Regions from separate parts of the Mus musculus genome. Here regions 1, 2, 3, 4 and 5 are each linked to region 6. A link is a contact called in public Hi-C and HiChIP or PLAC-seq data. All regions are on one chromosome and are shown on one strand. The core of a region is the stretch at or near the end of the contact, and the rest is flanking DNA. Distances in the headings are between cores, read along the strand shown. Region 1 overlaps Syt1 (synaptotagmin I). Region 2 overlaps Syt1 (synaptotagmin I). Region 3 overlaps Syt1 (synaptotagmin I). Region 4 overlaps Syt1 (synaptotagmin I). Region 5 overlaps Syt1 (synaptotagmin I). Region 6 has its middle 100 kb from the start of Gm40757.

What was found. Hi-C and Micro-C count contacts between places; a contact is called where the count stands out from the background. HiChIP or PLAC-seq counts read pairs in DNA pulled down with a chosen protein or histone mark.
Region 1: a Hi-C map of the N1E-115 cell line shows a contact between it and region 6, with 2.8 times the contacts expected there. The contact joins two enhancer-like sites. A contact is called at or near these places in 3 of 484 Hi-C or Micro-C datasets (the N1E-115 cell line and uterus).
Region 2: a Hi-C map of the N1E-115 cell line shows a contact between it and region 6, with 4 times the contacts expected there. The contact joins two enhancer-like sites. A contact is called at or near these places in 3 of 484 Hi-C or Micro-C datasets (the N1E-115 cell line, cerebral cortex and embryonic fibroblasts).
Region 3: an H3K27ac HiChIP or PLAC-seq map of SST interneurons shows a contact between it and region 6, with 5 times the contacts expected there. The contact joins two enhancer-like sites. A contact is called at or near these places in 1 of 484 Hi-C or Micro-C datasets (frontal cortex) and 1 of 115 datasets of contacts at active chromatin or transcription factors (SST interneurons).
Region 4: a contact with region 6 is called in a Hi-C map of the N1E-115 cell line, with 2.7 times the contacts expected there. The contact joins two enhancer-like sites. A contact is called at or near these places in 2 of 484 Hi-C or Micro-C datasets (the N1E-115 cell line and cerebellum).
Region 5: a Hi-C map of cortical neurons shows a contact between it and region 6, with 1.8 times the contacts expected there. The contact joins two enhancer-like sites. A contact is called at or near these places in 1 of 15 datasets of contacts at CTCF or cohesin (pro-B cells) and 3 of 484 Hi-C or Micro-C datasets (cortical neurons and embryonic stem cells).

What each region holds. Positions count from the first base shown.
Region 1 is chr10:108,928,437-108,932,147 of GRCm38.p6, reverse strand. All of the region lies in intron 1 of Syt1 (synaptotagmin I), which reads left to right. Among named protein-coding and RNA genes, the nearest start is that of Syt1, 81 kb to the left of the region's middle. Within about 2 kb of position 2,352, at least 21 of the 459 cell types and tissues checked have an H3K27ac peak or open chromatin away from gene starts, as enhancers often do. A contact at or near this core is called in the N1E-115 cell line, where this site is marked.
Region 2 is chr10:108,819,904-108,823,967 of GRCm38.p6, reverse strand. The region is part of intron 3 of Syt1 (synaptotagmin I); the gene reads left to right. Among named protein-coding and RNA genes, the nearest start is that of Gm5136, 120 kb to the right of the region's middle. Within about 2 kb of position 1,482, at least 3 of the 459 cell types and tissues checked have an H3K27ac peak or open chromatin away from gene starts, as enhancers often do. A contact at or near this core is called in the N1E-115 cell line, where this site is marked.
Region 3 is chr10:108,762,147-108,765,904 of GRCm38.p6, reverse strand. The region is part of intron 3 of Syt1 (synaptotagmin I); the gene reads left to right. Among named protein-coding and RNA genes, the nearest start is that of Gm5136, 64 kb to the right of the region's middle. Within about 2 kb of position 2,029, at least 8 of the 459 cell types and tissues checked have an H3K27ac peak or open chromatin away from gene starts, as enhancers often do. A contact at or near this core is called in SST interneurons, where this site is marked.
Region 4 is chr10:108,874,537-108,878,240 of GRCm38.p6, reverse strand. All of the region lies in intron 2 of Syt1 (synaptotagmin I), which reads left to right. Among named protein-coding and RNA genes, the nearest start is that of Syt1, 130 kb to the left of the region's middle. Within about 2 kb of position 1,695, at least 1 of the 459 cell types and tissues checked has an H3K27ac peak or open chromatin away from gene starts, as enhancers often do. A contact at or near this core is called in the N1E-115 cell line, where this site is marked.
Region 5 is chr10:108,600,642-108,604,281 of GRCm38.p6, reverse strand. All of the region lies in intron 8 of Syt1 (synaptotagmin I), which reads left to right. Among named protein-coding and RNA genes, the nearest start is that of Gm5136, 98 kb to the left of the region's middle. Within about 2 kb of position 2,066, at least 19 of the 459 cell types and tissues checked have an H3K27ac peak or open chromatin away from gene starts, as enhancers often do. A contact at or near this core is called in cortical neurons, where this site is marked.
Region 6 is chr10:109,493,851-109,497,858 of GRCm38.p6, reverse strand. No RefSeq gene overlaps it. Among named protein-coding and RNA genes, the nearest start is that of Gm40757, 100 kb to the left of the region's middle. Within about 2 kb of position 1,523, at least 13 of the 459 cell types and tissues checked have an H3K27ac peak or open chromatin away from gene starts, as enhancers often do. A contact at or near this core is called in the N1E-115 cell line, SST interneurons and cortical neurons, where this site is marked.

The sequences.
Region 1 (3,711 bases), core at 1,103-3,602, 570 kb after region 6:
ACATATATTTCTAGGGGAATTTGTCCCTTGACAGAGTCTCCAATAAGCCTAAGTGATAACTTTTGGTAGATGGTATAAAATGTTCATGGTACTTTTCCATGAATTATTTGTTGAAGACCAAGTAACATTTATTTGTAGGAATTATGAACATCCTTTTATAGCAATAAACAACATGATTCAGAGAATGTCATTGAAAAGACACCAGCTTAAACAGGTGACAATTCTAATGCACAAAACTAGTCTCATTCAAAGGCTTCTTTGCTTGTTCCACGTACACAAATCACAATAAAGGAACTTCAAATGTGTAATACCACTTGATTAGACTGTACCTTCTTGGTTAGGGGATTTGATTCCATTTTTTTTTCTTACCCACAATCCTTTGGTGAACATTTTTATGGGCACCATAGTCATGTTTTTCCCCTAAATTCCTGAAAAGAAGATCTGACTTTTCACATTAAATGGAGTAGCCATTGAATTAAGGTGCAAAAGGATCAACTGGCAGATACTCTATGAAGGAATAATAAGCTTTGGGGTTCTATAGTTTTAAATTTTAAGTACAAAATAGCATTGCCCATGGACATCAAAACATATGCTTTTGTAGTAGAGTGGAGCTCAATGGCTTGGCTAAGAAATCAAGTGATCCCTTTGTACTCTTAGGATTTAGGTGATCCCATTGTAATCTCATGATTGATTCCCCTTGGGTACTGAAACCTAGACTCTTACAGGAGTTAACTTTTTGCTTGGTTCATTCATCAAATTATTTCACGATCAAGCTTTAAGTTAAACTTTTACAACATATAATTTTTGCTTTATGGTACAAAGTTATCATCTCCTCTAATTATTTGAATGTCGCTCTGTTATGGGACCGATCACTTCATTCACTTAATTTTTAAACAAAACGTATGAGATAGTTATTAATTACTGAACTCTGGGAAACAAATGCAGGTGAGACATAAAGATGATATGTTCAGGTAGTGGATACCAGTTTAGGAAGCAAGAAACATACATGAGGCAAATACCTGATACAAATCCAGATGTGAGAGGAAATGATATTATTATGTGGCATTCTAACATAAAAGTCAAGGAGTGGCTGATTGTTGGCTTAGAGGGTCTGAGCATTGGCTACACAAGGATAAGGACCTGAGATTGGAACCCCAGTGAATTGGCCACAGGCTTGTCTATAATTCCTGTGATGTGGAAAAAAGGGTAGTTGAGCCTTGTGGGATGCCAATCTCATTCCAGGTACATTAAGAGACCCTGTCTCAAATAAGGCAGAGGGGGATATAGCAGAACAGCCTGTAGCCTGTGACCTCATTCCTGTGCATGGATGGGCACACTCACCTACACCCAAGTCAAATTATAAGTGGTTTTATTTACATTTCCAGAACAATGACTTGAGATATCATAATGTAAAAGTTCCAGAGGGGATCTGCTAGTACTAAGTGCATCATGTCCTATGTGATGTTCCTCTGTAGCTGTATAAATAATGCCTGCTTAACATAGAATTAGGACAGTTAATAACCACTATGTGTCAGGGCAGAGACTTTGATCTTTGGCCCACCATTGAGCACTGTAGTAAATAAAAGAAAGATGAATGACCTGATATTTGTGTTCCCCTTGAGTGACTGTTTTGCTGTTGTGTGGCTGCAGCTGACACGCTGCACCCGTGACTTGGCTAAAGGATGGCTTGCTGGAGCATGTGTCATCTCAGATGTCTCTGGTGTCCTCCCTTCTGCCTGCTCTAATGACCACACTCAGCAAGCACTGGCTTTGGAAGGAGACTCCACTAATTAGTTTAGTCGAAAGAGCATCTGGTAACTGGTTGGTGGGATAAACAGGAAAGACTCCCGAAGTGAAGGGTAGGAAAATGAATTATCCATGCTATGAAGACCAAAATAAAATCACCAGTATATAACCCTAAGCCATGAGTCCCATCGTTGAATTAGCTGCCTCTTACCCATGCTCAAAATCCTACCTAAAATGCAAACAATGAGACTTACTGAGCCCATGGGACTTCAGTTAGACATCAGCTTTGTAATGTAATAAAACTTATCATTCATGAGTCTGTCTGCTTTTTTGACAAACAAAACAAAATAAAACTGAGAACAATTTGATCTGTCCTGTTCCTGCAGACACCGATGCAGGTGGTTTGAAAACAAAGCATTTAATCAGGCAGGGTTTTTCTCAAACTACCTGATGATTCATCATCCAGCCCTGCTTGCTGCCAGTCGGGCGTCTCCCCGCTATTATTTATAGAATATTTAAAGAGCCTGGCCCACATGTGCCTCTGTCATGGGTTCTATTGTACTATAAATTACAGCTCCAATTTGCTTCAAATTCAGCATTTGTTGTCAGGGTGCCGTGACTCATCCTCTGTTCAGATGAACACTGTACAGTGGGCTATACCGAAGATCACAGTTGTCACTGTTAACTTATTGGCCACTCTAGAATATTCCTAGACAGCCTTTTTGTAATGTTTCAACACAATAAAGTCACTCTATTTCTACAGCCCAGATATATTCTACTTTTTCTCTCCCCACAGAGCAAGAATAAATCAATAGCTTAATGTACACTGTAGCTTCTGGTCTCCTACAATGGCCATTGCTGAACAAGGATGTTCCAGATGTCCTTCTCTTTCTCTGACATGAAAAGAGATTTGGGGGTTTGGTGGTATTTCCTGCATAGAGCATTGAAATTATATTCTGTATCCTGGGCTGGTTTACTGTTGTTTTGATTATTTGATTTTGTTTTTGTTTTCTTTTTTTTAAATCTTTGTTTTCTTAAATTGATTTTGTTTGCCTTTGTCTAGTGTGTGTGTGTGTGTGTGTGTGTGTGTGTGTCTATCTTTCATGTGTGTATAGCAGTAGCTTGGTGTACAGATGGACCCGTGTGCCTGGGATGCAGACATCCAAGGTTAAAGTCAAGAATCATCTTACTTTCAGAATTTCACCTCCCCCTTCTGAGGTCAGAGATACTGAGAAGTCACCATGCCTACCTAGTTTTAATGTGGATTCTGGGGTTCTAAACCCTGGGCTTTATGCCTAAGATGAGCTGGGGAGATGGGTCATTTGTTAAAACACCTTAATCAATGAGGCATTTCCATGCCCATCTTAAACTGTTTATGAGGCAAGTATAATGGGGATTACAGAAAGAAATAAAAAGGACCTTTAAAAGACAAGAATGGAAATTTCACTTCTATGTTCAGCATCTAATGATTATAATTAAATAAATGATTAGTTTATTTCACACCTGGAAACAAAGTATTCTGTTTTCTTCACCACTGTATCATCAGCCTTTTCAGATACACACAAACACACACACACACACACACACACACACACACACACACATATATAAAATATTGGTAGTGGAGTTCATGTATAAATGGATACAGACAGCTGCTGGGGAGGCTGTGTGTATACCTTCCTGACTCTGTCTTCTCATGACTGTTCCTCTTTAGCACAGCATGGTGAGGATGCTCTGTTACCCATGGTTCTCCTTGCTTATAGCCTGAAGGGATGGTTAGATGCAATTGGTTTCTCTCTCTATTTCCACAACAATGTATTATTTCTAGAGCCTGGGGATATGTATACAGAGAGCCTGACCTATGTTGCAGGATAGTATCATCGTCATCAAATGCTAAAACAGTAGCCCGTGTGAACAGAGTTGTCATCATTTTGCCTTAACACAATATCAGCCGGGATACACCAG
Region 2 (4,064 bases), core at 233-2,732, 670 kb after region 6:
GAGTTAGCCAATGTAAATTTGATTGCCTGTTTTTATATAGTGATGGTTTCTTAGAAGAGTTTTAAAGGTAAACAGACTTCCCATTTGACATTTCTCTAAAAATAAATAGAATAGTAAGGGAACTGTTGATTCAAAACAGAAATGTGAATATATCCCCTTCAAGGTTTTTTAATTTTTTTATTGTTTTAGTTTTGCTAAAACTTACTGTCATTCCGTTGTATGATGCTATTCAAGATTACTGGCAAATCTTAAATCAATACAAAGAAAATGACCCTTACTCATCCCTCCCTTCATATTCAAACAATCCCTCTTCGTGTACTTCATAATATTTTCATAGCTAGAATTCATTGGATATAAAATATACACACATATATGTATCTTCCCAAATGTTACCTTTATTCTGTAAGGCAAATGTAACAAGTATATAAATAATGAACCTGGTACTTTGAAAGGTTAAGTGACTTTAACAGTTAACAACTGTCAAACTTGGAAAAGCTGAACAAGGTTCTTACTCCATTAGTCAACAAGTCCCCTCAACGCCCTGCCTTCCGTTGCAGAAGAACAGCAGGAAGGCCATTTTAAATCGATTATAAGACAATCGCATCAAGAGAGTGCGTGTCTTGGACAGCGATCTGTGGGGATTGCTTTATTACAGCCTGAAAAAAAAAGTAAAGAACTCTTAAAAGTTCTTTAAAAGTGCGATAAAAAGTAAAGAACATGTCACCCCAACCCCATGGATGTATTTCCATGCTGGTTTTCCATTTTAATGGTTATAAAAAGTTTAATTAAGCACATAGTTTGTATTGTGCCTGTACTATATAAAAATGGCAAATGAACACACCTGTGTCATTCTACCATGTGAGAAATTATTGAACAATTAGTTCACAAAATAGAGTGGTTTAAATGATACCAATCTGCCAGATAATGTCACTGTCCTGACACATTCTGCCTAAGGCAAACACAGGGCCTTTTCTTGTCATTACAACTACTGACATTAATGCCTAAGCAATACATTAAATATCACAAAGCAAATATATGTGTGTGTGCATACATATATGTACATAAGAAGATGACTCCAAAGGGCTAAAGAAGCAAGGAGTTTGAGAGACCTTCAAGGAGACCTAAGGAGCCAAATGTATAAGAGTCTAGTGGTATGATGAACTGAACAGAACGATGGACACTGGAAAAGCTTAGTGGCTCTGAATCAGGCCACAGCAGGTCTCAGGTCTGAGAATGAGGCTTCAGGGTAAATAACAGCAAGAAAGATCAGGACTATGGGTGGATTTCTAGCTAAGCAGGCTGTATCAGCAGTGAGGCTATGCCCAGTTAAAGTACCCTAGGACTGTCAGAAGAGAATGCTACCCTTTCTTTGGTCTGTTGAGTCTGTTAAATTCATGGGCTAGGTTCCCTGATGTGATTGCGATACAGGCATGTGTTCCCTCAATGCATGCTGGGAAGTTCATAAAGTGGCACCTGTTTTGCTCCCGGGGATAAGTCATTCATCAATCTGTGCCCCGTGGGCGGAGCTGGACAGATGGCACTGTCCACATGTCCCCTTAGGTGTCGGTCATTCTCTAACCTCAAAACAGAGAAAGAAGCTCATTTTTAAAATGGAGACCTTCAGGGCAAGATACAATCTGAAATAATGAATAAACTGTTTTAGGCGGCATGGGGTCACTTAAAACAGAGTCCAGCCTGATCTATGCTGGTTAGAGCTAAAGCTGTAACAAGAACATCAGGGCTCAGGGCTTGAAGCTAACGTCTACTCAGTAAGAAACAACTGCTTTCATACATTTTTTTAAAAGATTACTCGTCTTCTGCATTCTATTCAGCAGAAGAATAGATGACGGAATGATAATAAGGGAAACTGTGAACTCACGAAATGTAATCTTTTGTTAGTTTCTGTTCTTCATCATGGGTCTGTATGACCTTGTATCTCGTCTAGAAGCTGTGTGTGTCTTGAGTGATCCTCACCACTATAGCCATGAGAGGTCACATTATCACCGTCTGATGTATCGGATGAGTCACTAAGCCCTGCTTTCCAGGTCCTGTGAGTTACTGTAGAGGGGAATTTCACAGTACTGTCATGCTTTCAGCTAAGATGGTTCTGTGTTTTGCTTGGGAAAGACAAGTCTAATAGTATCCTATTGATTCCGATGCTTCCTGACAGCATCTGCCTGCCAGGTTTGCCTTCATTGACTTTTCAATGTTCTGTTACAAATAACTTACATGTACAATCTGGTCCTGAGGAGCACTGAAAATCCCCCACTGTGCATGAAGTTGTGTGGTGAGGGTAGTGAGTGCTTATTATATTCTGAAAATCACCCACTTGTCCTTCACTGCTGCTGTGAAAGAGCTGGGTTTTCTCTCTATCCGTTTCCTCTCCTCCTTTCCTTTTTCACAGACCTTCCAATGTGGCACTTACTCTTGAAGTCTGCATTTTATTCTTCGATATTCCCCCACAATGACAGACATTGGAAGTACAAAGTCAGACATTTCCTCTTATTTTTTTGTTTGAACACACCTCGATGAAAAGATAACTTGAATTTAAGTGTTGACTGGGTTCATACAACTCAGAAGAAATATTTATTTATGTGATTTTTTCCAAAATGATGAATGGTTAGATTATAATGCTTCTTGCTATTGCAACACTAACTATGTGTGTTGTATGGCTACCGTTCCAAGTCTGTTCTTAGCAATTTTTATATTCTGTGTCTAATTCTGACAACTCCGTGTGCGAGCCATCATCACCTTATTTTATAGATGAGGAAACTATGGCACTGAGAGGCTAACGGACTTCTCTTGATAACAGTGATCACTTTTACCTTTCTAATCATGGCTGACTTTTCATTACCTCAGCAATTGGAATGGTGTTCAGACTGCAGGCAGCCTCACTCAACAGTTGTTTACGGCTTGCGTTTTACCATGCTTTTTATAATAGGATCTCAGGCTCTAGCTTCCAGAGCTAGACTTTAAATTAAGTTAGCATCATGTGTGATAATGGCTTCATTTCTTTTCTACTAATCGTCTATTTCATATTTCGTCAAAATAGACAAGCACAGAACATACATGTTTATGCCCTTGAAAAGTGAGTGGGATTATGTTTATTTAGACAATAGCTGCCTGAACAAAAATAATGATAGTGTTTAAAACCACTCTCTGCTGGCCCTATAAGCTATATAAGAAATAATTAAGTACCAATTGTTTTCTGCTGTCTCCTACCATGATTACGTCTCTGCCCTTTAAGATATGATCGCCATATCTGTCTTCATATTCCAACTCAAGGCATACATCTACTCATATGCAATAATAAATGCATGGAATGAATAATAATATGTGTATACTAATAATACAATAATAAATGTATGATGAAGAAAGGAGATAGAAGGAGAAATTAAGACTTTGTTGTGTTATATAATGGTAAGGAAAACTTAGCACTAAGTATATAACTCTCTCAGCACAAGTAAATCACAAAAGCAATGACGTTATGATCTCTAAACTAATTTTGACTTCTAAAAATTCAATTAGGCACTAAGCAAAAGGTTTGTACAGTTAAATTAAGGAAGATGGCAAAGCACATGAAGCAATATATGCTCTGTCTTCTGAACCCTACACATGAACCCTTTCCTCTATTGCCAAAGGCACCATGGCGTTTATAAAACCAGAGCTTTGACTTCCTCTCTGGTCTTCCTTTTTCTGTTCTGACCTCTGCTGCATGATGTGCGTTTCTCCTCTCCTTTCTTCCCTAGGAGATGTCCTGTGTGTGGGCAACAAGAGTTGTCTCCTCACAGGCAACCTCCAGAGAACATGTACCCAGTTGAGAATAAAGCTTAGGGCTGATTCTTACCAGCTATGCAGCAACACTGAACCATGAGTTGGAACTCAATGGGATAGTCACTCAAAAAATGTTGGCAGGAAAGAGCCAAGTGTGAGACAAAAACATAGAGAATAAAGGAATGGGGGAAGTGGGAAAGACTGTGAGGGAGGACAAGAGATGGGGGCCAGAGATGCACATTAAAAATGGGAAGATTTAGCCTGTCATAAATATTTCTTCAAAATATTTT
Region 3 (3,758 bases), core at 780-3,279, 730 kb after region 6:
AGACACAAATCTACAGAAAGTCACTGATTGATTTAACAAGCATGCAGAAGTAAATGGAGAACCAGTGGCTTCACACACAGCAGGAGCTGAGAGGCAGCATATGGCTTTCTTCTTGGCCCAGCTTCCCTGAGGGGCATGCAGCTGCTGGAGACAGCATCAGGGAAGGCACTGGTAGTGCTACAAACACAGCCAAGTTGTTGCTAAGCCAAAGCCTTTCAAAACATGAGCCATATAGTATATTCCAGGGAATCATAGCTTATAACCTGCATGCTCTCACTAAGGGACTGCTAATCAACTTCAGATTCTATGTATTCTACAAAACAGACTACAGAAAGTCTGTATCTTCGTCAAATGAAAACAGCTTATATTTCTTTTTAGAGTCTCTTCCTCTTGGAGTCTGGTGTCTATAAATAATATGTTTCTAAAAGAAAACCCTTTGGTATAGATTTACCTGAGTGCATTCTCTATATATATATAAAACTATAAGGGTAACAGAAGATGAGCTTCTCTGAAGAGCATTAGTCCTTACTCTGCATGAAGTCAAATGTTTGAGACAGCGTCAAGCTCACCAAACACACCCTCTGCGGATTGCAAGCATCAAGTTCACCTGAGTTGTAAATGCAGAGTTTCAGATAGAGAGCCAGCTGAGTAAATTAATACATAGCTACTAAATCATCATATTTGGAAATGAGAATTAGTAACTGTGTTTTCAGGCTCTTTTTGTGCACTGGTGTGTACTGGATTCTAGCTACATCAGTTCTTTCACAGTTTGATATTCTGATTGATTTATAGGGAGACATTAATAGTTAACATTGTCACCAGCATTCTATCAGGTTCTCTCTTTCCTTCCTTTCAATAATCATAATAACAATTAGAGTCAACATGTGTTATTTCTCTTGGCTAGTCAGTACTCCAAGCCAAGCCCTGCTTGCCTGTATCAGAGTGAGCTGGCCAGACAGTGTGAAGGCACTTGGACATTCCAAAATGTTCAGCATGGAAATTATAAGGCAGCTTTCCCCCTTGGCTTTCTGTCTTGAGTGTTGTTAACACAAAACCAATTTTTTTTGTCTGTAGAAATGAACGTGTACACCATCTGTTTCCCTGCAGATATCAAAGTTCTATGTTGTTTTCATTCTACGACAAATATTTATTTCACCCTTCCATATGATACTTATTCTTCCACATCCTCACCTCTCCACTCCAGTTTCATCTGATCAGATTTGATGCATAAACTGGTGCCTAATCTAGTCTGTACACTTTATTTGATTCCTTAGGCACAAAGAACTTTAAGTTTTAATGCTTGGTAACACTATGAATTCTTTATTCTTTCAAAATTGTGACCCTTTGGAAATATATCAATCATGCATATTTGCATCTTTGCTATTTCAGAAGTGAACTATTAAGCAGGTGAGGTATGGCATATAGCTGTTGACAAGACATAGTAGATGGTTTAAGTAACTGCTTTCTTTTCATTTGATAATATCATATAACATACAGGTTAATACATTTGAAAAACAAGAGGAACAGGTAAGGTAACTGACTTCGAATTCCATAGCTTGAAATAAACAAAACTTAGACTCATCTAGCCTTGCCGGAATGTGGGTAAGGTTGGATAACTAGGGCAAAGAATGAAATTTGCTACATCCATAATGCTTTCATGGCCTTGGAAGACTAGATATTGTCTAATTTTAAAAACAAATACAAGCTTCTAATCGGCAGTACTCAACTTGACATAATTAAGTTGGCCTTGGGTATGGCGTTCATTGCTTCTAATGCTCTCAGAATTTTTTTCTGTAGTTTATTGAGCCCATATTTTCTAAGAAGCACCATGGGGCTGTAAGAGCACATTGCATCCGGATGCATAATTCATTAGGTTAAACAGTGTATGTCATTGACTTGGGTTGCTTTCTTCAGGGTGCTTCCAAAGTGCATCAGGACCCGCTTTAGCTAGCAGCAGCTTGAGATGCAGAATTAGCATATTGTTTCTCTGGGAATGCCCTTGAATGTGCTTGAGTAGCTGTCATATGTGAGGCGTGAGCAGAATTGCTGAGAGCCAATGAAGACATGGGCTCCTGGCAGTGTGCAGGCGTCTTGTATGGGGTGCCTGGCCTGGCATCTCAAAAGAAGCTCCTCTGGAAGTGTCGGAGTCACTGCGGAGTGAGTAAGGTGGAGACCATGTGTGCCAATGTTGCACTGGGCCCTCAAAGGTTACTCCTGTCACAGCACACCTGTGCCTAAATTCAAAGCAAGCAGAGGCCCCTGCTTCCACTTAAGCATCTCGCCTTGACTACAGAGAGAAAGTTAAGCTGCGACTTTGAACTACAAATTCAAATTTTACATCATTTACTTTTGGGACTAGCTTAATATGTGCGTTTTCAGAAGGAGATCAAAGACATAAATAAATATGGGCCTGTATGGTAGATAAACTGGAAATAAGGCCAGGGGTACATAAAAGGGAAACAAACATACACGTGCACTAATGGTGAGAGACTGCAGTATGACTTTCTATTACTCTCCCGTGCCAGGAAACAGTGTCTTACAAAGATAGATGAAACAGAATGTTTTCATCGGGCAAATTGCTTGCAGGTGAAGAAGATTCCTATCAATCAAATGCAGGCATTAGTTAAAAAGTGAAATAATGCCACAGTTCAATATGGATTTTCATTTGTCATTTGAGTCACATGATCGTCATTACTTTTAATTCCTTGCAAGCCAGAGCCTCCTTCGATGTCTATCTATTATTGTAGAATTGACATGTATATGAGTCCAAGAACTACTTGTGAGATCTGGGCATGCTTCCAAATGCTTGGAAGATGATGACTTTTGCTTACAGGAGGCTGAAATAGACAATGCAGAAGACAAATCACTATTCCTCCAATGCATCTTAAGGCAAGAGATTAGGTTCTAGTGATGTCAACAAATGAGAAGCAGAGTTCTTAGCAAAAACATCAAACCCTATTTTATCTTCATACAAACTTGCGAAACTATCATTTTGAGAAGATTTTACATTTTAAAAGAAAACCATAGCTGGCTAGGTATAGGGAGTACAACCGTTTCTCTGATGATATTCCAAAAATTGATCATTAAAAGTAGATCCCGTTAAGATCGTTTTTTTCATGTTGCTAGGAGCAATTGTTACCATAGAAATGATACTAATAAGCATCACTTACACATGTATAAAGCATAACCCAAAAAATAATATGATTAAAATGCTTTAAAACTAATGGGAGTGTGTGTGTCTGTCTGTGTGTGTGTGAGAGAGAGAGAGAGAGAGAGACAGAGAGAGACAGAGAGAGAGACAGAGAGAGAGAGAGAGAGAGAGTGCTGTAGTATATAATTTATTGAGCCATCTTTTAGGCAAGCATAAGTAAATTTTCCCAGTGGCAGTTTTCACTAGTTTACATCCTCATCACTTTGTTACACTCAAGTTTTATCTTCCGTTAGCACAGAAGAATAAAACCTTTAGTATTCTGAACTGTCATCATTCTTACAGAGAACACTGAGTCCCAGCAGCAGCAGTTGGTACTCAGCCTTGATGGGTTAGCTGTAATCACACCAGACAATCAATGAAAACACTGTCCCCACAATATTCGGAAGTCATTTTCTCCTTGGTAGTAGTTTTGAAAACACAAATCAAAGTAGCCCTGCTCACTTTCCTTAAATTGTGCTTTCTCTCCTTCCCTCCCTCCCTCTTGTCCTCCCTCCTTTTCTCTTTCCCTCCCTCTTTCTCTCCCCCCTCCCCCTTCCCCTTTATCTTC
Region 4 (3,704 bases), core at 446-2,945, 620 kb after region 6:
AGGTTCCTCAAAAGTGAAGGGGAAGGGGAAATCAGGGGAAGACTTGTGTGAGGGGTACAGGGAGGAGAGGAAGAGCTGACATTCGGTTACAAAGTGAATAAGTAAGTAGGTTAAAAAAGAGTTAAATGTGTGTATCAGCACCAATGTAGAGTATGCCTTAGATTTCTCTGTGTTTACAATTCTGTAATGCCCTATGGTGTCCCATCCAACTCCATCTAGCTGCTTTGTCTACTCAACTCCAGTTTAGCAAAACCCAAGAAAAATAGGTCAGTAAATCAGAAAGACCAAGAACAAATAACTCAAAACTCCATCCTCAGAAACGCAGTGCTCACAAAGAAAGAGAAACAGCTTAACCTTTCCACGGGCTACACACAAGAGTGGTCACAATATTCAGGAATCCCTTATTGATCTTGCACAAAGATTAACCTTGCATTAAGTCTCTATGATTTTATCAGAAGAAACAAGTGAACTGCACACTCAAGACAGCATAAGTGTGATCCAAAGTGACTTCAGCAAGTTCAGGATGTCCTCCTAAGGAAGAGCAGTAGAATACTATACCCCAGGTCAAATTGCAGGTAAGAGGAGATCTGTTTGATTTTCTCATTGGGGATGAAGGGCTCATCTCATAGTGTTTAGCATCACTCAAGAAAGCTATACTCAGAGCAGATATATAGCTCTTGACAGTCACTACCAAAGTCACACAATTTCTCCCCCAGGACCCAGATACTTAACTTGGTAGGATTCTATAATCAATTCAGAGCAGTTCAACTGAGACAGAGACAGACAGACAGACAGACAGACAGTCAGTCAGACAGCCAAAGAGCCAACACTCATGTTACTTCCAAGCCAGAAGCATTTCCGTTTTGCCTATATTTAACTTTATCATTGAATTGCTGTGAACTAAGAGAAGGCAATAATACTCCAGTCTGTTAAAATGAGTTAATATAGCAATGCAGAACATGGCCGTTTCATTTCCCTTGAGCTTCTTAGGACTGGAGGAGAAAGAAGAGTAGGCTCCAAGGCTTTGCCTGGTCTAGTCCTATCTCCCTCTGCTTATTTCTCTTCTCTATTTTAGAATCATAAATAGAGGAGGAAGAGGTCTGGTGCATGGGAAGAAAGACAAAAAGAATGCTGAAGAGTCTCTTTCAGAGGCCTTGTGATCCAACAGGCATTCCCTCACCCTGTAGCCCACTGCTTCTCAACCTTCCTAATGCTAAGACCCTTTAATACATGTCTTTATGTTGTAGTGACATCCCCAACCATAAAATTATTTCATTGTTACTTTATAACTGTAATTTTGCCACTATCATGACTGGTAGATATCCGATTTGCAGGATGACTGTTATATGACCCCTGTGAAAGGGTTGTTTGACCTACAAAAGGGCCGTGACCCACGGTTGGGAACGCTGTTGCTGGAGCGTTGTTGAAGGTGAGAAGGAGCATTGTTACGTGGCTGGAGCTGGCCACACATGCCCATTCTCACTACACTAATGTCTACAGTAACATCAGCACCTATAATCTACACTTATCAAAGAATGAGACCACGTGGCTTTAGAATTGAAGTCTTACAAATGGGTTCACATCAAGTCTTTGTCCACATCAGGTTTTTGTAGCCCCAAAAAGGATCAAACCGATTGTACCCACCTCTTCCAAAGACACATGGGAAGAGGGGCACAGAATCTCAGAAACACCCTAGGAATAATCTTTGTTTCTTCATAATCTGATGATTGGCATTGAGTCAATCAAAGAGCTATCAATCAGGAATTAAAAAATATTGAAACTACTGCCAACCATGCAGATAGTTTATAGATATTTACATCAGATGAAGGAAGAATTTTGGCAAGATGTGGAAGTTAGAATTTCACTAAGATTAATTTCTCTTCTATCTTTGAATGATTATAAAGCATAATGCAGTGCAGTGGTTCTCTGACATCTGTCAGGGAAGGATGCTGCTGCTGCGGCTTTCTGTCAGGCACTGGACTGTAAGATGATGTGAAAGCATCCACCATGGCCTGTCAGCTCTGGGTCCCCAAATGCTAGCCCAGTGCAGACACCAGCTGGCTTTTGCTGGAAGTATAAGAAGCCACAAAGCAAAAGTGAGATGGATAGAAAAATCTTGAAGAGCAGAGGAGTCTCAGCTCCACATTTGAGGGGGTGGAGGTGGTAGTGCTAGCTCAACTAAATTATTCAAATCATGATTTTGCCATTTGCCAGGCTGATGGTCTCTACTGATGCGTTTAACCTTCAGGATCTGGTTTCTTGCTCAGCGAACCTGGGATAATGACACATGCTTCCTGCCTCATGAAGTTGTCCTTAACCATAAATCAAGGACTAGACATGAAGCAAGTCATACATTGGACACACAGTCCCACCCAGACGCTGAGTATTCCTAATAGTCAAGCAGACCTAGACGGAGAGCCCCCTTGAAAATTTAATAAATTTCTTGAGCGTCTGTGCTGGAAGATTCTTTTTCTTTTCCCCATTTTGTCCTAGTCCTTTCTGATCAAGGAGTGGGTGGAGTAAATGGTGTGATAATAAAAGAGGTTCTGAGCTGATTGCATTGATATTCGAAGGTGGCATCACTCAGTGACTGACTGGATAAGGCTTATTGTAATCCCCGGTTCTACCCACTAGCCAAGGAATTGACGGAATAGTCCAGCATATACTTTCAGAATACATATGTGCTGTTTTCCTTACCTTGGTGTGACTAGAGAACATGAGCCTGCACACTGCGGTGCCCCTGAATGTTTTCCAGTCTTCCTTCCTGACATTGGCCCTAGAAGTTGGCTTAAGAGTCACTGAGCACATCATGGTAGGATTTAGAAAAGAAGACTTTATTTTTAATTAATTGATTTATTTCAGGGAAGGGGAAGTACACCCCAGCCACAACAGGAATGTGAAGGCCTGAGGACAATTTAGCAAAACTCACATCCTCAGGCTTGGTGGTCACTTTGCCCTCTGAGTCACCCTGAGGCTGTATCTTTGGGGGTTGCTCTTTGCTTTTGTTTTCCAACTCGGCCAGTGTTCTGCCACGGGCTCCAACCCCAACTACAAGGGGAAATTGTTTTGTGGGTCACTAGTTACACTTTACTGTGGTTATTTTTAAAATCCACCTTTGACATGTCTTTATATGTATTTTGCCTCAAAGTAGGAGACTTAATGGTCCTGATGGAAACCAGGATCACCGTGCCGAAAACTCAGCCAGGCTTTTGATGACAGGCTTAAGTCTGATTGGTATCATCTTTGTTTATTTAATCCCTCCTGCCTGGCAGAGAGCCTTTACTTTGGATTAAAATTGTGCCTGCCAGGATACAAGTGATTAATAGAGACTAGAATTAAATTAACCCCACACTCAGTATTTGAATTTGTATGTTATGGAAAGCATAGATGTGTACAGTACAGGGCCCATCAAAACACTTCTGTCTACCATGTTACCGATCATTTAAGAATGAGTCACTGACAGAAGTTCATATATTCAGTGCAGGTGAGGAGAGAGGCCTCAGGAACTCGTGGAAGCAAGCTAACTTTCCTACCCAGAATTCATTAGCTCCAACAAGATGTGATATTGTCAAGAAAGAGTCCAATCACCACACTGTTAAATAAGAGCTTGTATTTACTTGGTGTCTGGGATTTCACAACTGGGTTTTTCATACTCGGAGATGCTGGGCTGTTGGAAATGTATAAGCAGTGAGGTTTGTACAAAG
Region 5 (3,640 bases), core at 817-3,316, 890 kb after region 6:
GAGATAAAAATAACAGGTGTTTTTTAAGAAGAGCTAGCTTATAGAATTTTCTTTGTGAAAAGATAGAAGGAATGAGGATAGAGAAAGCAATAAATGAAGTTGTCGAAATATACACAAATACTAAAGGATACACAAATTCTTTCTTGGTTGATTAAAACAATCCATCTATATTTAAGATCACATTAATGTCCCTTTTCACACTGTAATCCAATGCCTTGCATTAAGTACTTGACACTCTTTTAAATAGTACTTATACTTATAATCTCATAATGGTGTTTCAGTTTCTTCATTCTGATCTCACCTTGCCAGTCAAATGCCTTTCATAAAATTGCTCATAAATAAAACCAAAGGCCAAATTCATTCTTTGAAATAGGAGCCTGGCTATCCCCCTTGCATTTTAGGCTGGTATCTTTTGATGTTTTGCTAGGGATTTTGTGATTTTTCATTTCCACATGTCCCATTGAGCATGTATTAAACTACTGCAGCCAGGCTTCTGTGGATCCAAACTCAGGGCTGCTGAGAGCGCTAATGGGGGGGGGGGGGGGCGGGGGGGGGCTTAAATGCAAACTGTGATTTATCACAAGGTTTAGTGGGCTTCAGCTCCAGAAGACCCACCTTGTGCAAAGGCCCTGATTGTCCCTGTGGGAGTAAGGAAACCCTTCAAGATGGCCCATGCCAGGTGAGAAACACATTTCCACATGGGTACACCTTAAGCCCCACTCCTTGCTACTCATGGTCTTTCAGGAGTCCAAGAACAACTAGTGAGAAAAGTGACTCAGGTTAAGTCTTTATACACATGATGCCGTTATCCAGTCATTAATTAAATTCATGAAAATAGATCTTCTTTGTTCTAGGAGACGTACCAAGGACTAAGAATGTACAAAGATAGCCATTATGTTTTAACTTGGTGTCAACTGCATATGGATACATGTTATTGGATTGAAATAATAATGAAAAACTAGTGCACATGTGCATTTACCATGTCCTAGGGATTGCTCTAAGTGACATCTATATCCTCTCCCATGAAGTCCTTACAACCATTAGAAATTGACAGCTATCATCTCCATTTTATCCAGTAGTAAACTGAGGGAGGAAACAAGGTCTCTTCAAGGTCACTCAACATGTAAGGGCAAACCAGGATTCTAAGCTCCCAATTCATGATTTGAATACCTCTGTCTCATTTATCCTTCTATTACAGACAACTTTCCTTACCTATTTTATCTTATTTGACCTCATTAAATCTCTATGAGGACAGAGCGGGAGATTCTGCCATCCCTTCTGATTCAAGGCGATGCAATAAATCTCCATTTAGTCAATCAATTTAGCTGAGGCAACCTCAGGAGTGTCCCGGGAAACGGGGAGCTTGTGTCTGGACATCCTCAGGTCCTCCAAGAAGCACTTTCACCTAACATCTACAGATGTCCATGGAAGACCTTGAGGTGGTCATTTTGGAATTTTAACTGCCGCATCCTGTTCACTCGGGATGGCATGAAAGCAATTACAAATTGCTTAACAGGTGATGTATAATATTCGATATGAAGAATCTAGCTGTGAACGGCTACACCAGGGAGAGCCTGACATATGATTTTTTTTTCAAGTTCAGGTACTTTGTGCTAACAGTAGTCTTTCTACCATATAGTGAGTGTTGGGTATTATTAGATATGATGCAGTATAAAGGGGAAAATTGAGCATTCTGAAACGTTTATTACAAAGAAGAGAAAGCACGGACTTTGGTGTGGTGCAAACCTGTGCTCTGGGTTTTAATAGTCATATTATCTTAGACAGTTATTTCCTAGGACAAATTCCTGACCTGTCCATTCACGGAGATGATGATGGCTATAATAGTAATACAGAAATTGTTTCTTGAGGATAGCTTCTTACTACCAGCGGCAAACATTTCCTGAGCTCTTACTACGCGCCAGGTTCTGTTGTGTATACAGCATGTGTTCCTTCGGTGTGAGTGTTAGCATTTTCATTTTGCTGATAAGGATAACAAGGCTAAGAATATTCTCAGATCACACAGCTAGCAAGTGATAAGCCAACACTGATCAGCAGGCTGACTGCCACCAAAAGCACAGTACTGGCTGCCTGCAATTTCTGTGAAGCCACTGTCTCTTATGAATACAGACTTCATCTCCTGTCTGTTTTCCTTTCTTGATTTATCTAACTTATCAGCCAAGGAAACTGTTTCCTCAGTGAGCTCCGCAGCAGCTGCTCCAGTTTGCTTCTGCACCATTTCATTCTGTTAACTCTTAAAACATAGTGTGTGTGTGTGTGTGTGTGTGTGTGTGTACATGTGCGGCATGCATGCACGCATGCACATGCATGTGTATGGATTGTGTGACGTATGGGGAGCAGAATGGGAACAACACTGGAGAGTCAGTTATCTCTTTCCAACTTTAAACTGAGGTCTTATCAGACTTATATAGCACTGGACCTCTTCAGCAGCCCCTGTCTAATTGTATGCTTATACACTTGAGGAGTGCCTGTGATTTGTAATTGAAACAGCAGTTTTCAGGAAGCTTTGCTCTCTGCCTTCCCCTCCCCTTCACCTATAAGCAAAACCTTTGGCTCCTTTTTCTACCTTTAATCTCCATTGCATATGTATAGAAATCCCATTTCACTAGCATACATTATCTTTTTGGTAATTTCTCCCATAAACGTAAGCCTACAACACTTTTTTAGCCCTTAGCATCTCACAGTATTTCTCTGTGTCTGTGAGTCACCTCTGTTAACTACATGTTATCAAATATTCAAAGAGTCTAATTGCCCGGAGCCTCTTCTCGATAACGGACAGTCTTTTCAGCTTTTAATTCTTGATATTCTACCTAGAATTTCTTAAATTCTTTGTATTAGTTGAAAGATTTTTGAGACCATTTTAAATTTATGCAGTAATTCAAAACTATATACTCTCTTCAGCTCTTTAGTTGCCAAAAAACTAATTTGCATATTAAAGCAATGGAAATATGGATTACTTCAAGCTCCTCATGTTATCCTTTCTGTGGCATGATGTTGTACAACAGCTAATGCTTTTATGACCTACATTTCAATAACTATCTGCAAACAACACGAAGGCACGGTGTTGGTACACACAGGCATAGAGCACTATGGGGTTTTTACAAGTGTACAAGATAGGATAGCTCTCCACTCAGTGGGATGTTGTATAAGAAAAATCAGAAAATGAGTCTTACATAAGAATGAGAGCATGGGAAGATGATGCTATCCCTTCTGATGCAACTGACCAGAAATTGATGGGTCCATTTTCTCATTCGTATGGTCTAGAAACTTACTAACTTTCCTTCATTAAGACGTGATGCTAAAGCTGACAACAGAATGCCATTACAAATAAAGAGGAAAGCTGTCGTGGCTTAAAATAAGTCGTAATTACATAACATACGCTGTTTTAAAACTGTCTTTGGTAGTCATTTCTCATAGAAATCTGTGCTATGCTTTACATAATGAAACACTCCCTGCCATCCCAGCAGGGCCCCTCCAGCTGTCAGTCGGAAGGCATGCAAAAATGAAGCAAGCAGCTACCTTTGAGGAGAACGGCTTGCATTCAAATTTACGTCCCGCTTATTTGGTTATCAACTCTCTCTTTGCTTACGTGATTTACTGACATGACACGTTCATGCAAGGA
Region 6 (4,008 bases), core at 274-2,773:
TTGTGTTGTCTAATGTTTCTTTCTGGTCCCTCATTGTGCTCTGTATTAGGTTGGCCAGTCAGAGACAAACACTTGATTAGATGGACACCAAGAAACCTTGGCTGTTTCCTACACCTTGGGATAAGGCACTTGGGGATTCCATTTTTTTAGAGGGTATTTGGGACTTCCAAATTTCAGTGCAAGTCACGATGACTTCATTCTAGCTTATATAATAAAATTATTAAATCTTTTAGAATAAAAAGGTTGTAACAGTGATAGATAGGTCCATAAATGAATGATGCCAGGTATGATGGCACTCCTGTAGAAGATAGAATTGAGAGATTCATGCGAACCTGAGTTCAAGCCTACCCTGTGCTACATAGCAAATTCAAGGCCAGCTTCGCCTATCTACATAAGATACTATCAGTCTTCAATAACTAAGGGCTGTGGATATAGCTCAGTGGTAGAGGCCACAGAAGCTCAAGGATCTGGGTTGGATTCCTAGCATTAAACAAGAAAAGGGATGTTATTATTTGCATTACAGCAAGTGTATTAAATTAGCAGCAAAGAAAAGTACTCATCCTAAAAACTACTTGTCCACATGTTATTGATTATTTTGGAAAGCTCTGGCTTCTTTCTATCTCCCAAATAACACAGTGATTTGTTGCTTTACTAAGCAGAGGTCAAATTAATGTGAATAGGATTTCATGCCTTACAGTGATATTTACTTATCGACTATTCTTTCTCCAACTTCCTTCTGTGCATTGTGAAAGAAATGTAAAAAAAAAAAAAAAAAAAAAAAAAAAAAGACTAAAGGAATACACTGAACTCTAAAGAAAGAACAAAAATCAATTGGTTCTACTTGCTTTTCCACCGTAATGTCTTATTTATTTGCCTTCCACCAAAGGAATGTGTATATTAGAATCTCCATCCCCATGCTGGTGTTGACTCACTTGTATGTCTGTTTTTCTTCTGCCAGACTGGGTGAAATGCTGTTATAAGGAAGGGAAACACTTAGGTTGTATTGATGGAAACTGGATTTTGCAGAGAAAATGAAAGATATACTGTTCCAAATGAGAGACTTGTGACCCTTACTGTATTGCTAACAGCTCCTTTGCCAGTGAAGATTGTAGAGATATCAGATAGTCCATTTTGCCTTTTCACAATGACTCTCAATGGTAAAGGAGTGCGCTGGAATTTTTTTTAAGCTGATATCCTAACTTAAAGGAAATAAACAGTCAACAATAAAAGAAAAGTGATCTGTCATCATGACAGAACCCTATTTGGAAAGTAAGGTCTATGTACGTACGTGCGTTCGTGCGTGCATGCGTGCACGCGCGCGCGTGTGTGTGTGGGTGTATGTGTGTGTGGGTGTTAATTTGTTGAAATGACCCACAGTCTTGTATAGGCTTTCATACTGCACCTTACAAACAGTCCTATTGCTTCTGGAGTCTTCTGACTCCTGGAATCCTGCCCTCTGTTTCAGCTGACAGAAAATGCATTGTTAAAGTTTTATCCCCCAGATGGCAGCACTGCATTCTGTGTTTAGAAGGTTCTGGTCTAGTTAGTGTTTGTGAGAAAGGCGATGTAGGCGATGCAGGCTATGCAGACTTGTCTCTGACACATCTAATGTTATGGTTCTTTTTTGTGGAGGACATATACCCCAGTTCTAACGAAACAAGACTTGTGTAATCAGAGACAAATAATCCATACTACAGTGAACAGAACAGCAGTCTACTGCTACTCATAGAGCAAGGCCTCTAATTAACAGCAATGAATCCAGGGATTTGAAGTGAGCGAATATAATTCTCGGAGTTCTTTTAAAAGATCAGAGAAAGAAATGACCTCTGTTTTTAATTTTTATTTTTAGATGCAATTTTATAGGACTTTGAAAATATTTCCAAAGTGGAAGAATATTCAGTAACTGTTGACAAATTATTTTCTATAAGATACAAATGAAATGAACTGCAGACGATGGATAATAATAGGGGTGCTAAGGGTTGCTTCTGAGACACATAAAAATGAACAGCGTAGTTTCCTGGTGTGAGCATGAAGAGAAACCAGTGAGGAGATCACATCACTGCCTATGAAGCAAATCTAGCAGAACCATTTAGACTAAAACACCATCTACTTAGGTGAATGATGGTCAAAGAAATTGGAATGACACCTTAAATCTCCCCTACATGCCAGACAAACTATAGATTTAATATACTAATACACAAATGTATATTATTTACATGGAGGGATTAATTGTTTTTAATGAAATCAATGTACTGGAAGTAAAAAGAGGAAAATAAAGATTTTCATGGAAATATGAAAGATTTTGTTCTGACAGGTTTTAGAATACATACAGTTTCATGCTCTGAGAAACTCTTTATTTTCCAGTCTAATAAAATCTTTTCTTTCCTTGTCCCATTTTCACATCTGGAAAGAAAAATGATTCATATCATAGAGACATTTTAATTCAAAATGCAGAGTTTGGGTTATTTTATTTGATCTGATGTTGACAAATAGGCTGGCCACTTGTGCACAGGTAGACATATGAGTACTCCATTGTGATATAAAATATGTATTCTTCTACAGTTATTGTTATAGCACTGCCACCAACCAGTTCCGTTAAAATGTGTCTATGCACTATGACCCATAGGTCCTTACTGCTTGGGAGACAAAGACAATTAAGAAGTACTTGATTTCAGTGAGTGAATACTATTGTTGTCAAGATCAACTGAATTGACAATTGGCAACAGAATTTGTTAAAGGTAGAATGGGAATGACAGTAGGCTCTGAAGTCAAGGACATAGGATGAAAGTCATGACACTAGTTCCTAATATTTCTGTGGTTTTAAGCAGATCTTTCTGTGTGTCTTTGCAAAATAGATGGTGTGGTGGTTTAAAAGAAAACAAACCCCATGGGGCCCATAGGGTGTGGCACTATTAGAAGGAGTAGCCTTGTTGGGACAGGTGTGGCCTTGTTAGAGGAACAACTAGGGGTGGGATTTGAGATTTCAGAAGATCAAACTATGTCCAGTGTCATTCTCATTCTGCTGCTGCCAATCTGGAATAGAACTCTTAGCTACTTCTCTAGCACCATGTCTGCCTGCATGCTACCATGCCATGACAATAAAAGGTTAAATCCCTGAGCTGTAAGCCAGCCCCAGTGAAATGTTTTTCTTTATAAGAGTTATCATGGTCATGGTGTTTCTTCACAGCAATAGGTAGATAGGAACAGGAATATGTACCTATAGATTCTTTAAAAATATAATCAGCTTCATGAGAGAAGTTCTTGGCATATTGCAGATTCATTAAGGCATAACAAAGCAAAACAGTGAAAATACTAGGACTCAGAAATGGAAAAATTCAATAAAAGAAGAAACACTGGAGATAGCCTTTAAAAATCCCTTTTAAAGTTTATCAATGATGTATAAAGGAAGGTAGATAGAAAGGGCACTTTGAACTCACAAAACAACACATCAAATTTTAAGGACGGAGGCAGGATCTCACTGTACTTGCAAACAGAGTCAAAACATAAGAGAATGTAGGTCCAGATATCTATGTAAATGGAATTTCTACTGGGCTAATAAGGAGATATAACTTAATAGGAAAATATGGGAACTCACTGGATATATTTTCCTCACAGGGTGGATAGTGAGATTTATGTTGTAAACGTAGCACTCTGGTAGCTCTAGGAGAGAAAAATCGAGTGAAGGGGGAACTAGAGACAGGGAGATTAAAGACGAGAAGGAAAACACAATGCAGAACAATGGGGGTAATTGATCATTGCTCAAAAATGATCAGTTGGCTTGCCAACCAACTTTAAAATTGTATTATATACATAAAATGCTTTTCAAAGGCCTATAAATTTTTACTTATGTTTCCTATCTGCATACAGAATCTCATTTCATCTTCGTACAAATAAAGAATTTCAGACAGTTTAAAACTTCACTACAAAATTAGCCCCATTAATCCATAAGTTCTCTCCCCATTTTTCTGAATACCCTAAATGCAAGCATAGAGGAAATCTCCCTTTCTT